Linked DNA regions of Sus scrofa: all the other regions are linked to region 1. A link is a contact called in public Hi-C and HiChIP or PLAC-seq data. All regions are on one chromosome and are shown on one strand. Each heading gives the region's core, a stretch centred on a gene start, on an enhancer-like site or on the middle of the called end of the contact. The rest is flanking DNA. Distances are from core to core; before and after follow the strand shown.

What was found. Hi-C and Micro-C count contacts between places; a contact is called where the count stands out from the background. HiChIP or PLAC-seq counts read pairs in DNA pulled down with a chosen protein or histone mark.
Region 2: a contact with region 1 is called in an H3K27ac HiChIP or PLAC-seq map of alveolar macrophages. The contact joins the promoter of JPT1 here to the promoter of GRB2 in region 1.
Region 3: a contact with region 1 is called in an H3K27ac HiChIP or PLAC-seq map of alveolar macrophages. The contact joins the promoter of NT5C here to the promoter of GRB2 in region 1. A contact is called at or near these places in 1 of 5 promoter capture datasets (fetal liver), 17 of 47 Hi-C or Micro-C datasets (alveolar macrophages, blood, embryonic fibroblasts and 11 more) and 2 of 2 datasets of contacts at active chromatin or transcription factors (alveolar macrophages and skeletal muscle).
Region 4: a contact with region 1 is called in an H3K27ac HiChIP or PLAC-seq map of alveolar macrophages. The contact joins the promoter of SUMO2 here to the promoter of GRB2 in region 1. A contact is called at or near these places in 1 of 5 promoter capture datasets (liver), 6 of 47 Hi-C or Micro-C datasets (embryonic fibroblasts, epiblast stem cells, fetal liver and 2 more) and 2 of 2 datasets of contacts at active chromatin or transcription factors (alveolar macrophages and skeletal muscle).
Region 5: a Hi-C map of mesenteric adipose tissue shows a contact between it and region 1, with 2.5 times the contacts expected there. The contact joins the promoter of ARMC7 here to the promoter of GRB2 in region 1. A contact is called at or near these places in 2 of 5 promoter capture datasets (fetal liver and liver), 17 of 47 Hi-C or Micro-C datasets (alveolar macrophages, blood, embryonic fibroblasts and 12 more) and 2 of 2 datasets of contacts at active chromatin or transcription factors (alveolar macrophages and skeletal muscle).

The regions. Positions count from the first base shown.
Region 1 is chr12:5,939,275-5,941,974 of Sscrofa11.1, forward strand. It overlaps GRB2 (growth factor receptor bound protein 2), which reads left to right and starts at 1,449. Exons shown (of 6, transcript NM_001137628.1): 1 at 1,449-1,579.
Region 2 is chr12:6,138,152-6,140,884 of Sscrofa11.1, forward strand. It overlaps JPT1 (Jupiter microtubule associated homolog 1), which reads left to right and starts at 1,362. Exons shown (of 5, transcript NM_001048069.1): 1 at 1,362-1,446. The coding sequence starts at 1,391.
Region 3 is chr12:6,160,989-6,163,688 of Sscrofa11.1, forward strand. It overlaps NT5C (5'(3')-deoxyribonucleotidase, cytosolic type), which reads left to right and starts at 1,432. Exons shown (of 4, transcript XM_021066663.1): 1 at 1,432-1,762; 2 at 2,109-2,209; 3 at 2,287-2,660. The coding sequence starts at 1,454. It also overlaps a transcript of ARMC7 not described here.
Region 4 is chr12:6,115,364-6,118,063 of Sscrofa11.1, forward strand. SUMO2 (small ubiquitin-like modifier 2) reads left to right here and starts at 1,331. Exons shown (of 4, transcript NM_213984.1): 1 at 1,331-1,437. The coding sequence starts at 1,417.
Region 5 is chr12:6,181,502-6,184,359 of Sscrofa11.1, forward strand. It overlaps ARMC7 (armadillo repeat containing 7), which reads right to left and starts at 1,581. Exons shown (of 3, transcript NM_001243806.1): 1 at 1,184-1,581; 2 at 947-1,090. The coding sequence starts at 1,274.

The sequences.
Region 1 (2,700 bases), core at 199-2,698:
GGCTTGTTTTCTTCAGGGAATCATGTTTTGTTTTGTTTGTCTTTTTGGCCTTTCTAGGGCCCAGGCTAGGGGTCCAATCAGAGCTGTAGCTGCCGGCCTACGCCAGAACCACAGCAATGCGGGATCTGAGCCGCGTCTGCGACCTACACCACAGCTCACGACAACGCCAGATCCCCAACCCACTGAGCAAGGCCAGGGATCGAACCCGCAGCCTCATGGTTCCTAGTCAGATTCATTCACCACTGTGCCAGGACAGGAACTCCCACGTTTCTTAATTTTTATATCTTGCTCTTTTGGTGGCTTCCGGAATTCACATCACCGTCAGATGCTCTGTTCTCTCCTTTGATTGGGACTGAAAAATAAGAGTTACTCCTCCAAGCCTCATCTTCTGCCACTACCAGGTAACTCACCCCGCCTCATACAGGAATCAAACTACTTCGCGTTGCAGGGAACACGATGCCCACGCCTCCGTTCCCTCGTACGTGCGTGCTGTTCCCTTTGCCTGGAATGCCCTTGCAATGGCTTCTCTGGCAAACTCCTACTCATCCTCCAAGACAGCTCAGATAACGCCACAGCGTTCTCCGAGAACGCTTTTCTGAGATGGGAGGAGCGGCGACCCCTCGCCTCTCCTCAGCCTTCTCCAAATAATTCTGACCGTACTTATGGTATTATTTGTTCTTTCCCTCCTATAGATCTTGAATTCGTTTCTGTGCAGAAAGGGCCCGGATTTCTGTTCTTAGTTGGACCCTCTATACTTGACACAGTGCTTAGAATGTACTAGGCACTTGGTTCAATCGATGAGCGAACGAATATGTTCATTCACCTAACGCAGCAGAGTTTGTTTGGACCAGATTCTCAAATATTTCCAGACCTGATCCTCTATTTGGCTTGCTTCACGTGGGAGGGAGATTCCCCCCCAACCCCGCCAAACTGGGTTGGTGGAAGGGGAAAACGAAGTGATTAGGGTGTGCATAAAAGTCCTTTCTTGGCTGGGGGAAAAATGTAATTGTAATGTATACATGTAAGGATAACCTGACCCCCTTGCTGTACAGTGGAGAAATAAAAAAAAAATAAGTTGATATCGGCCATCAAAAGTAATATGACAATTGAATCATGCAAATGTGGGGCATAAAAAAAAAAAAGTCCTTTCTTTCGGAGGTGAGTTGTAATTGACCCGCTCTGGCACCGAAAGGGTTACGGCGACCCAGGGGTGGAGCCCTGTCGGTGCCACCTGCTGCGGGGCGGCCTGGCGCCTGCGCTCTGGCCTGTAGCTGATCTACCTGCGGGGGGCCTGGCGGAGGAGGAGCGCTTGCGCTCTGGGCCTTTTCCGCCGGGGGAAGTCTCGCGGGGGCGGGGCGGGGCGGGGCCGCACAGGGAAGTTCTCGCGGGACCCCGACCAGGAGCGGAAGCGAGGCGGCTGTGCTGCTTCAGCTACCGGACCGCGGCGGCGACGACGAAGACTGTGGCGGTGACGGCGGCGAGAATAGGCGCTGCCCTCGGGGAGCAGCAGAGGGGTCTGCGGCCGCTCGCACCGCTGCAGAGGGGCCGGCCGGGCGTGGAGCGGAGCAGCTGCGCCACGGTGAGTGTGGCTGGCGGCGACGGCGCTGCTCGCGTGCTGCTTCCTCCCCGCTTCGTCGCGGGAGTCGGCCCCGGGGGACCGGGCCCAGGGTACCGTGGGCTGCCGGGCCTGGGGGTCGGGAGTGCGAGGCTCCGGGCGGGGAGCGGAGCGCCCGGGCTCCGGGCTCCATGTTTCCCCTTTTGGGGCGCTTCCTTCCCGGGGACCGTCCTCTCAGTACCCTTGGCTTGGAACAGAGCCCTGGACGAGAGGCTGGGGGCTCCTGATTTAATTTTATGCTTTCTTCGTGAAGGTTTGCACAGGGGGGACCCGGAGAAGCCCGAGAACACAGGGTAATCATTCTGTGAGTCAGTGTGACTTGGCCCGGGAGGCGGGGGATTCGAGGCGGGTTGCAAATATGGTGATTGATGCTCCTTCGACCTATACGGCCACCACGTCACCAACTCCTGGTGTTTGGGGGCCGAATTTTGGGAGGAAACCCACCAACCCTATTAATACTGTGAGCGAGGACGTTTGTTACCGGAGCCAGTAGAAATACCTTTACTTTTATTGCGCTTTTTTTTTTTTTTTGACTGCTTCCCTAAAAACATTTGTTAAGAAAAGTAAGCAGCAGTTAATCGGAATGCTCCGAAGAAAGATTTCCGTGATCGAGGGCAGAGAATCGCTGGCACTTTTCATTTGCAGCTCTCTCTGTGTATAGGATTGTAAAGCCATGCTAGTTAACAGCTTATTTAGGGAGTTCACCTAGGCTGGCTTCAGATGCAGCAAAAGTATACTTTGCAGAAGAGCCGAAGTGCCCTCGCGGGTTCTGTCTTTTGCTACTCTTGAGTCTCAGAAGAGGGTGGAAAAGAAAGGCGCACTAGAGAAATTCGCTTTAGTCTTCTGGGCTTTCTAGTCCCTCTGTTCACTTTGCACTCCACAGTTGCTGCCTTTCTAAACTTCTCCCTTGTCTTCTGCGGCCACGAAATGCTTACTCCGTATAATGCAAGTCACTTGCCCCCTCCCCCCTTTTAGTCTAATCTACTTCCCCTTCCTCCTTATTGTCCCTTTTGGCATAATTTTTTGAGGTTTCTGCTCTTTCGCCCGTTCGTTTTTCTCCCTCATTTAAAGATTCCGTTTCTCTC
Region 2 (2,733 bases), core at 112-2,611, 200 kb after region 1:
TACTGAGTGAGGCCAGGGATTGAACTCTCTTCCTCGTGGATGCTAGTCGGGTTCTTAACCTGCTGAGCCACAAGAGGAACTCCCAATAATGATATGATTTTTGAGCCGGGGATGCATGCTGGGTTGGCCTGAAGAGGTTTGTTTTGTTTGTTTGTTTTAAGGTTTTGGAAATTTAGGCTTAGCCTTTAACAAGGGGGAGACTTTAATCCAAACAAGTGTGTGCTTCAAGCTTTTGTGGTAAGCCCTTAAAGACATGATCCTGCCTTATAGAAGAGAAGAACTTGTCTTTGGCTTTTCATGAACGTCTAGGAGGCGGCCACACAAAAAGGAATGTAGTTCACTTATGGAAATACTGAAATAGAGATCTGCCTTGAGTAATCGGCATGACGGGGAAGGCCTACCCCCTTGTTTGCCCAAGACTTTCCTATTATGATCTTGTAAACAGTCATTCCTGAACCCTCCAAGTGTGTCTGCATTTGTTGCAGGGATAGATTTAGCCAGACAGGTGGAAGAGTCATGACTTAAGGGTTATAAACAGCTGCAGAGGCCTGGGGTGCTTCCATAGTCTTAGCAGTAAGGGATGTGGCCATTCCCCAAAGCCGGGCGTTAACCAGACTTATTAAGCACAGGTCCTCAGATCGGAACGACTGTAATTTTGGTCTAGTGTATGCACCACCCATTACAGCTAAAGAGTAACAGTAAAATGTAAAGAATTTCCAATCGTTTTAGAAGGGATCATCTTCGCGTGCTTTCTGTTGCTGACTCATAGTGCTGCTGCTTTGGGACTGTCAGGTTTCCAAACAGGACACTTAGTAGGTATTCAGTTGTATACATGTCAATGTGTAGCAGTAATTTTCATCCCTTGGGGAGCATGACCTTGCTACCCACCTTGAGAAAGGCAAATAAATGAAAGATAAATTTGCCCTCGGCTTGCGGATTTCAACTCGCACACAGCGAGCTTTTCGCTTTATCAGGTAACTTTTTTAAGTGACAGGGAGCACAACTTGTACCGTGCGCGGGGCAGGTTTGTCCTTTATCCAATCATCACCGAGATTTGGGGGTGGGGGAGGGGAAACGTCCCTAGCTCTTCTCTGGCCAGGAAGGAGGCGGGTTTAGGCTGAGCAGGAGCAGCCTCGGCCTGTCGGGACGCCGCAGGGTGTTTGGCACTCCCAGGGACCAATGGAAGCTTACAGGTCCATTTGAATCGGCCAATGATGTCGGGGCAGGGGCGGGGCTTGGAGGCCCTATAAAGGCGGCGACCCAGCGGGCTGTCGGTGGCGGAGGTTCCTGCAGCGGTTGCCGGCTTTGGGCTGGGGAGCTACCCTACGCTCCTCAGACCTGACCCTTTCGGCGTTCTGCTCTCTCGCTCGCTACCTCGCTCCTTGGCGCCATGACCACCACCACCACCTTCAAGGGCGTCGACCCCAACAGCAGGAATAGCTCCCGGTGAGGCGGCGGGGCTCATTGGGCTGGAGGGCCGCTGCCCAAGGGGGCCGGGCGGGTCTGGCGGCCGGTCGTTGGCTGTAACGTGCTCCAGGCGTTGCGCTCCTTCCCAGCTCGGCGGTGGGGCTCGGCTACCGGCGTCGCCTTTGTGCCTCCGGCGAGTCCAGCGCGCCGGCCCCGCCCGATTCCTGCTCCTCTCCCATTCATTCCTCCCCCGGAGCGAGGGGCTGTGAAGGGCTGGGGCCGCTCGCGCTCAGGGCGCGGAGGTTTTTTTTGCCAATACGAACGTGCCGAGAGGGTTCGCTTTTTCCTCTTTGCGGCGTGGCCTGCCTGGCCCCGGGGAGGTGGTCTTGGGCTCCGGGTGCCTGGGTAGCTCGCGGGGCACCTCGATCCGTGCCCATTGTCCCATTCCTGGCCACGCGCTCGTGACTCTGGCCCAGGGCAGGTGGCGGCCCTGCGCCCGGCGTGATGGTCAGATCCGCAGCCGCAGTGATCGGGTCTGTCGAGCTCCTACCCACTCGGGTCCGCATGGCATGTAGCATTTGTGTTCGGGCGGGGCCGGTCATCGCGACCGCCACCCCTATTCAGGACCCAGCCGTCAGCCCTCCGCGAAGTGCCTCTCCTTTGCTAACAAAGAAAAGACCCCTGCTCCTTCCCCTCGCGCGCCCACCTCTGAACGGGAGGGGGAGCGAGTCGCTCCGAGTGGGTTTTCTGCGCTCAAACCTTCGGACCTCGGTCTTTGCATCCCACCTCTTTGCCTTCCCCGTTTGACGTTTGCCAAATGAGTTCATCTCTGGCCCTGGTTTGCTTGCAGGAAGAGGTTTTCTGTTCTTGGGCGGGGCCGGAGACATCCATTGTCTCTTCCGTACTATCTCCACCTGCGTATCCGGGGCCTTTCTGGTCACTCTTGCCACTGCATTTGTCGAAGAGGGCCCTGGGCACGGTGTTTGAACTGGGACCCTTTTCCAAGCCCTTGCCTAACTTGGCGGAAGGGTTTGGATGCGGTGGGGAATGTCCACATTGTCTTGGCTAATTGCATGCACGCTGTTTTTTAAGGTGGGATAAAGGCATCTCTGGGATCCTGCTCAAGGCATGGAGGAAGCTTAGATTCCACTTTTTCTGAGCATCTCTTTATTGATCATGACTCGCAGTCATGTGTGGCCAGCTTTGGGGTCCTGGGCAGGTGGCACAAAGGGAGCCATTTTGTGGGGCTAAGAAGACAGCCGTGAAATAGCAGTGTCTCCCAGGAGTTGGACAGCTTGGGGACAAAAAGCAGGCTCTGCAGTGAGT
Region 3 (2,700 bases), core at 182-2,681, 220 kb after region 1:
AGTTGCGGTTTCAGTTAGGAGTTCAGAGGTGGAGCACCTGCACCCTTCTCTCTAACAATGGAGCTCTGGGAAAGAGATGTCCCCCATTTGTGTTACAACTTGTGAACTTGGCTTTTGTCTTTATTTCATGAAGGTAAATGCCTAGTCCAAACGTGCTCTGAGGGACAGTTCTGCCAGTCATTTTGGTACTATTTCACATTTCAGAAAATTCTATATAAACATGTTTGCTAAGGGTGTTGAACTTTCCCCTTAGAAGGCTTAGGGTTTGGGGTTCCCTTCCTGGCTCAGCGGTTAACGAACTCCACTAAGATCCATGAGGATGCGGGCTCGATCCCTGGCCTCGCTCAGTGGGTTAAGGATCCTGTGTTGCCTTAGGCTGTGGTGTAGGTCACAGATACGGCTCTGGCCTGGTGTTGCTGTGGGTGTGGCACAGGCCAGGGGGTACAGCTCTGATTTGACCCCTAGCCTGGGAACTTCAATATCCTGCAGGTGCAGCCCTGAAAAGCAAAAAAAAAAAAAAAAGCTTAGGGTTTACAAAGTGAAGTTGAATGATCTTAAAATGATGATAGCAGGAGAATCAGCATTTTGTGGACTTTTTACACAATTGTGTGACCTCAGTGGCTTTGTATTTATTGCTAATGCCCATTGTAGAATTTCAAAATTGATCACCAGGTTCCCCTTCCTAAAGCTTCTTCTGTTCCATTTGGAAGTACTGGGGTGCTCAACTGGGAAACTACAGGAAGATGGGTGACTTAACTCAAATCTGAATCTAGTTTGTAGGTAAATACATTTATACGTAGTCAGGAAATTTACACGTGAAATCTACAAAAAGGAGAATCAATAACACATTCGGACGTTCAGCATTTTCTAGAGGAGGATATAACTCCAATTCTAGAAGAGTGTCAGTTCCACAAAAAGGAGGATGGTCTGGGTTACCTGAGTCTCCTCCTCCAGGTGAACCGGATGCTTAAAGCAGATGCTCCCATGTTTCAAGCCAGCTCTGGTTTATGAATTGGTGTCTGAGGAGCTCTGTTCACAAGAACCCGCTGTCTTCAGCAGATTCATTCACTTCGGTCACTGGGAGTCCCCATGATTTGAGCCTTGGGTTGGTGCTGCCTTGACGTGGCGGGAGCTCTGCTCCAGAGTCCCCACAAGCAGGGAGGACAGGGATGGATTCTTAAAAGGGGGCGTCAGCTCACGGGTTTAAGCAGCCTTGGCTCCTTCTCAGAAGCCGTTGATCTGTATTTAGGAGAGACCCTCTGCCGGGCCCCTGGAAGGTCTGCCCCAAGAAACGTCTGAGGTGAGCGAGGACGTCTGCCACCGAGCGCAGGGTGGCTGGGGTGCACGTAGGCGCGGCCTCAGACCAGAAGAGCAGCTCAGGCCACCTCCGCGCCGGCTGCTGGGGCACTGGGGGAGGCCCGGTGCTTCCGGGGGGCGGGGCAACCCGGCGTCCATGCAAATTAGCCCCGCCCCCCGCCCCCTCCCGGAAGCCGCCGTCCCGGCGCGGAGCTCAACTCGGCTCCGGCCCGGGTTTCCGCGCGCGTCCATGCTTCCGGCCGGCCCGTGCCTCGCGGTGATGGCGGCAAGGTACGCGCGGCCCGTGCGGGTGCTGGTGGACATGGACGGCGTGCTGGCGGACTTCGAGGCCGGCCTGCTGCGGGGCTTCCAGCGAAACTTCCCCAGGGAGCCGTACGTGCCGCTGGAGGAGCGCCGCGGCTTCTTCGCCCGGGAGCAGTACCGAGCCCTGCGCCCCGACCTGGCGGTAGGTGGGGGGAGAGGCGAGGATCAGGGGGAACCGGGAGCCCCGACCCCAGTGTCCCAAACGGGAAGCCCCAACCTCCTGGGCACCTGGGAGTGGGGCGCCTTCCCCCTTGGGTCAGGACCGCCTGTGCTCCACGTCCAGAGACAAAGCTTTCACTTCAGAATCCACACTTCGTCCCAGGACAAGACAGTCTGGAGGAGTACTTACCCCTAAACAAAGTCCCCTCCCTGAGGCTCTGATGTGGGGATCGAGGCGCCCCCCTTCCCCCAGGAATCTTGAGAGTCCTCGCTGGGGCTGGCGAGATCGGCTGGGAGCAGAGCCAGGACAGGAACACTGTATCTTTCAGGACAAAGTGGCCAGTGTGTATGAAGCCCCAGGCTTCTTCCTAAACTTGGAGCCCATCCCTGGAGCCTTGGAAGCCATGCGGGAGATGAATGACATGCAGGAGTGAGGAAGGGTCGGGAGGGAGGTGGGGGGGAGCAGGGGCTGGCACCACCCTGTCTGACCCGCGCCCCTTCCCGCAGCACTGAGGTCTTCATCTGCACCAGCCCGCTGCTCAAGTATGACCACTGCGTGCGCGAGAAGGTGCGGCACTGGCGGCACACCCAGGGTCCTAAGGCCCCATCTTTGAAAGAAACCAGCAGAAACACACAAAGTCGGGGGTGGGGGTGGGGGGAGGGGACGATAGCTTCAAGGGCGGCAGACCCTCCCACCTACTTGCTCGCTGGCCTTGAATTCCGGGGTCCGTCCGGCCCTCCTGACAGACTTGTGCCCACCACACAGTACGGCTGGGTGGAGAAGCACCTGGGGCCCCAGTTTGTGGAGCGCATTATCTTGACGAGGGACAAGACCATGGTCTTGGGGGACCTGCTCATTGATGACAAGGACACCATTCAAGGTAGGAGCCATTTTCCTTGGCACCCTCCGGGCACTGGGCC
Region 4 (2,700 bases), core at 81-2,580, 180 kb after region 1:
TGGTGACCTTGCAGAAGGTTTTTGTGGAGCCAGATTGCAGTGGATTGAGGAGTGAGTGGGAGGTGAGGGGGGGGGAGACAGCTGGAGTGGACATTTTTCAAGATGTTTGGCCAAGAATGGAGAGAGATATGGCGATAACTTCAGAAGGAACTAGAATTGACAGTCTTTTTCTTTTCTTTTTTTTGGTCCTTTTTTTTTTTTTTTTTTTTTAAGGGCTGCACCGGTGGCATATGGAGGTTTCCAGGCCAGGGGTCGAATGGGAGCTACAGCCGCCAGCCTACACCACAGCCACAGCAACTCCAGATCCGAGCCCCATCTTCGACCTACACCACAGCTCGTGGCAACACCCACAGAGCAAGGCCAGGGATCAAACCTGTGTCCACATGGATGCTAGTCGGGTTTGTTTCTGCCGAGCGAAGATGGGAATTCTCTGAGTCTTTTTCTATTCTAATGTAGGAGTGGAAGAAAATACAAGAGAAAGGAAATAATCGAACTTCTGAGAGGAGCAGGAGAGATCCAAGGCACAAATGTCAGGATTGTTCCTAGGACAGGAAGGACCTACTTCCATTTCTGAGCCAGATGGATGGAGGAAACGATGGCCTGGTTTGGAACCTTGGTAATGGGTACCTCTCTCTCCGGATTCTGTGGCCTCTTGGAGGTTGGAAGCCAGGCTATGCGTAAGGAGTCTGTAGGAGGAACCTTTCCCCTCAGCTAGTCTAAGTATAAGGTTTCCAGCACGACGGAAGTAGTCACGGCCCTAAGGCAAGAGCCCGGTGGGAAGCGGGTTGAGGCTGAGGATTTAAGATTCGAGGGATGAGAGGCTGGCTGGAAGTGGGATGTCCCTCTGACCCTGAGGAAAACTGCATCTGGGCCACCGATTGAGAGGGTTTTTTTTTCCCAGAACTTCATGCTGGGCTCTGATTTAGGCTCCCCTTTCCTCGTCTAGGCAGCCTGCCTTCCCCGGCTTGTGCCTCACGTCTAGGCCTCAAGCCTCCTCGTCCCCACCGAGGACCAGCTGGAAGCCATTTTGATTAAGCTCCACCACAGGAGGAGGACAATACAGCCCCGCCCAGAGCCAGGCGCGCCCCCGCGGCGGGCCGGGTGCGCGTGTCCGCGCCTCTTCCCGCCGGCCTGGCGGGCGCCGGGCTCAGGCCAGGGCGGCGCGGGGCGGGGGGTGGGGGTGGTTATGTAAGCGTTGCGCGCTCCCGCGAGGCGGCAACCAATGAGAAGCTGCGGAGGCTCGTGCTCGCGCACGCAGGGTGGGGGGAGGGAGCGCACGACGTGCGCGCGCCCTCTCCCTCCTCCACCGCTGCCGCCTCCTTCTTCTGCCGCTCCTGGTGCTGCTTGTGTGCTCGTTCGGTGCGGACCTGGTACCTCTTTTGTGAAGCGGCAGCTGAGGAGACTCCGGCGCTCGCCATGGCCGACGAAAAGCCCAAGGTGAGCTCGGCGCCGGCCTCCTCGCCTCGCCGCGCGGCCGGGGTCACGGTGCGGGCCGGGGTCCGGCCCGAGCCCGCCGCGGGCTCCCCGCGCCTTCCCGGGCCCCCCACGGGGCGGCCGCGGCTCAGGCCCCGGCGCTCCGCGCCATTTTCCTCCCTCCCCTCTTCCTCCCTCCCGCGCCGGAGGAGGCCCCGCCGCCCTCCCCCGCCCCCGGCCGCCTCGGAGTGCGCGCCGGGCGCGAGTTGGGCGGGCAAATCGCGGACGCCCGCGGGCCCACCGGCCGCGAGCGGGGCTTCTCGGGCCCGGCCGGGCGGGCGCGCGTGACGAGGGGCGTTAGGGCGCGCGGTGTCCCCACCCTCCGCGGACCCTGCGCCGGGCCGCGGCGGGTGTTGCCGCCTCGGTGGTGGCGGGGAGTTCCCTCCGCCCCGGGCTTCCCCCCTCAGGGGTCGGGGCCGCGGGCATCTGGGGACCCCTGCCCCGGGCCGCCCTGGCCGGGTGAAGGCTCGGGGCGAATCAATGAGCAGCCGATGGGTTGGAAGCCGGATGCCCGTCTGGCCGTCGTGAGGGGCCGGGGATTGGGGATTCCCGGGGAGTATTTCCCACTTTTTTGGTGAGGCTGGGCAGGGGCTTTTCCTTGGGTCCTAGATAACCCCTAAGCTGCCGAGACCATGTGGTTTTGAGAAGTTGGAGGCAGATGTACGAGCAGAGAGACTTTGTAGGGCTTAACTTTTTAAACGCGGGTTTTGAGGCGCTGGGAGGCTTCTCCCTGGAGGACTAGGGCACACACTTCTTCCTGGCACACGGGCTACTTTCTTTGAGTTTGTTTTGTGACACCGCCTCCCTTCTGAAGAGATTTAAGGGCAACAGAGTTCCTTCTATACTTGATTTTGGTAAACTTCAGATTGGGTCGAAATCTACAAGGAAGACTTGCAATATAACAGCATTTGACTCATGACAACAAAGGGGAGGGGAGAATAAGCTCCCAACTAAAAATAAACAAAAATGAAGCTGCTCGTAGAGGCGAACAATAATAGTGGTTCTGAGTTATTACCGTTGCTTCGAAGAGAATCAAAGGATATTCTTCAATTAAGGTGGTTTTTTTTTTAAATCTACTTTGAGGTTTGTTATTAAACTGAATTTGGTAACTTTTTAACAGAGTCGTCTTAGAGTTTTGAATTGCAAGCTCTAGATTTTTTTCTTGCATTCTGTACTCTTAAGTACTTTGAAGAGAGACGATGCTTGTTTTTAATCTTTTTAGAGGAA
Region 5 (2,858 bases), core at 331-2,830, 240 kb after region 1:
AGCGAACCTGACTAGCAACCATGAGGACGCGGTTCAATCCCTGACCTCAATCAGTGGGTTGAGGATCCCACGTTGCAGGGAGCTGTGGTGTGGGTCACAGATATGGCTCGGATCCTGTGATGCTGGATGCTGTGGCCGGGAGCTATAGCTCTGATTCGACCCCTAGCCTGGAACCACCATATGCCCTAAAAAGACAACAACAACGAAACAAAGATACATGCTGAACAACGAACGTCTGTCCTCAGAATCAACAAACTCTTTCCTACCACCTAGCTCTGAGTCAGGAGCTGCCTCGAGCTCTTGGACCTCATTTGGTACCTCTCTCAGCTTCATTCACCACAGTCCCACCACATCAGCCTTTCCTTCTGCCTCCTCCCGCTTAAGGGTCTGGGCCCATGCTGTGCCTCTGCCGAGACCGCCTTCCCACGATGGCCAAAACAAAAGGAGTGTCTACCTCCCCTTGCTCCACCTCATCAGCCTGTTTATTTTCTTCAGAGCCTCAGCTTTTGTTCAAACACCTGTCTCCCTCTACCAGAGTGTAAATTCCTCGAGGGCAAAGACCTTTTCCCCAACCTGCTTGCCATCTTCCCAGCATTTAGAACAATACCTTAATCACACAGTACATGCCCCATAATACCTGTCCAGCGAATAGTTCGATAGGTCCTAGGCATAAGCCATTCCAAGTCACCTCTACTTCTCTGGATATTAAAACATGAAGATAAAGCTGTTTAAAAAGAGCACTCCACTCCCCCCTCCCGACCGCACCGGCCTTCAATCCATTTCCTCATTTATGCACACACCTGTAAGCAAGCAGCGCAGACAGGCACGCAGAATGAGTGCTTCGCAGCTGAGGGACTGCTTAAGATTCCTTTCTCCCAAACTCACTTCTAACTCACTGACCTCATTAAAGCCCATCAGGCATCTAGGAGTTGCACCCCATCCTTACCAATAGCAAACTCCACCAGGGTTTCATTCTCTTCCGACAGTGAATCGAGGAATAAATCCAGGACCTGCAGCTGCCGCAGATACTGGTAATTACTGGGGTCATAGGCGAAGTTAGCGAGGTTGGCCAGTACTTGCTCCTTGGCGTCTGCAGTGGAAAAGCAGCATTGGAACCAGGTCTGGGGCGGCGGCGGTGGCCGGACCCCTGCCCCCGCCCTGCTCCCCCCGCCGCCGCTCTCACCTTGGCTCTCTGTCTCCTGGAATTCCGTGACCAGCGCCTGAAGATATCCTAGCCGGCCGACGTGAGGGTCTACCTTCGGCTTCTGGGCCATGGTCGGGCGGCGGAGGGCCCCCGAGGGAACGGCAGGTGTGTGGAAGGTGAGGCCGGAAAGCGGGGCGAGAATCTTACCCGGGTCTCCACCGGCCCGGGGAGGGGAGGACTGGGGCGGGAAACGGGCTCCTCTCCTGGCTTTAGGCTCTGCGGTAATTTGCAGCTGAAACTGGGGTGTGGGAAATGGGATGGGGATTCAGGACTCCGTAAGAGTTAGGAGTGGAAAATCTAAGGACGGGCGCAGGAGACAAGCACACAACCGCCCGCTGTGGAAGAGAGGAGCAGGAGCAGCGCCCGGCAGAGCTCGGTTTTCTTCCAGGTTCCGGATTTCCGGGAGAAGCCGCGCCTAGTCCCGCCCCTGGGCGGAAGGGGCGGGTCGAAGGGGGCGAGGGGCGGGGCCCTCGCAGAGCTTAGAGGGCTTGCGCGGAACGCTTGCTGCTTCTCAGCTCCAGATGAGGGCGATCCGCCTGGCTGGCGATCCGCCTGGCCGGCGATCCTGGAAGGTTGTGGAAGCACTGAGGAGCGCGGCCAGAGCCTTTAAGAGCTTAGAGGTGGCGGGGGTGTAGGGACACCCACGGGAGAACTGTCGAGGCAGAAGCACTTCCAGATACTTCTGCACTTGAGGGGGGCGCAGCCCAGCCTTCTGGAGCAAGGGACGCTCCTCTGGAACTCGGGTGTCTGTCCTCTGCAACTCTGGCTCCCAGTGTCCTCCATGTAGGTCCTTTAACACTACCTTGTGGCCGGCTTTTCCTGGCACCCTCTGCTTCCCAAACTCGTGCTAAGTCTGCCACCTCTGGCCAGAAACCTCAGGAACTGGGTAATGTCCTAAGGCATTTTGTCAGCCAAGTGGACGGGGAGCACCAGGGGCAGCACCATCAGGCCCTAGAAGGAGCCTCAGTGCACCGCTCTGGCGGCTTTCTGGGTTGTGGAGCCAGACAGACCTCACAGGCGCAGAGGACAGAGCACCAGGGAGGAAGGTGGCTTCTCGCACTCTAGTCATGCTTGAAAATGGGTGGATAAAAGAGGCTTGGGCTGTGCGCTATTTTGTTTTGCTTTTAAGAAAAAATTTCTTTTTGCGTTTATTTGCTTTTTTTTAATTTTAGGGCCGCACCCGAGGCATATGGAGTTTCCCAGGCTAGGGGTCCAATCAGGGCTACAGCTGCCAGCCTACACCACAGCCCCAGCAAAGCAGGATCTGAGCTGCATCTGCAACCTACACCACAGCTCTCTGCAACGCCAGATCCTTAACCCACTGAGCAAGGGCAGGGATGGAACCTGAAACCTCATAGTTCCTAGTTGGATTCATTTCTGCTGCGCCATGAGGGGAACTCCCAAGCTGGCTTTTTTTTTTTTTTTTTTGGATGGAACCTGCACCACAGCAGCAACCCAAGCCATGACAACACTGGGTCATTAACTAGCTGAGCCACTAGGGAACTCTTCTGTGAGCTTCCTGAGGGCAAGGGCCATGGGCCTTTGGCCCTGGGCCTGGCATGAGGGCAGAGTGGCTGCCATACTCCAGCCTGCCACAGCCCCACTGGGAGCCCCTCTGTGGTCTCAGGTCCTTGTGATAAGCCCCTGCCCTATG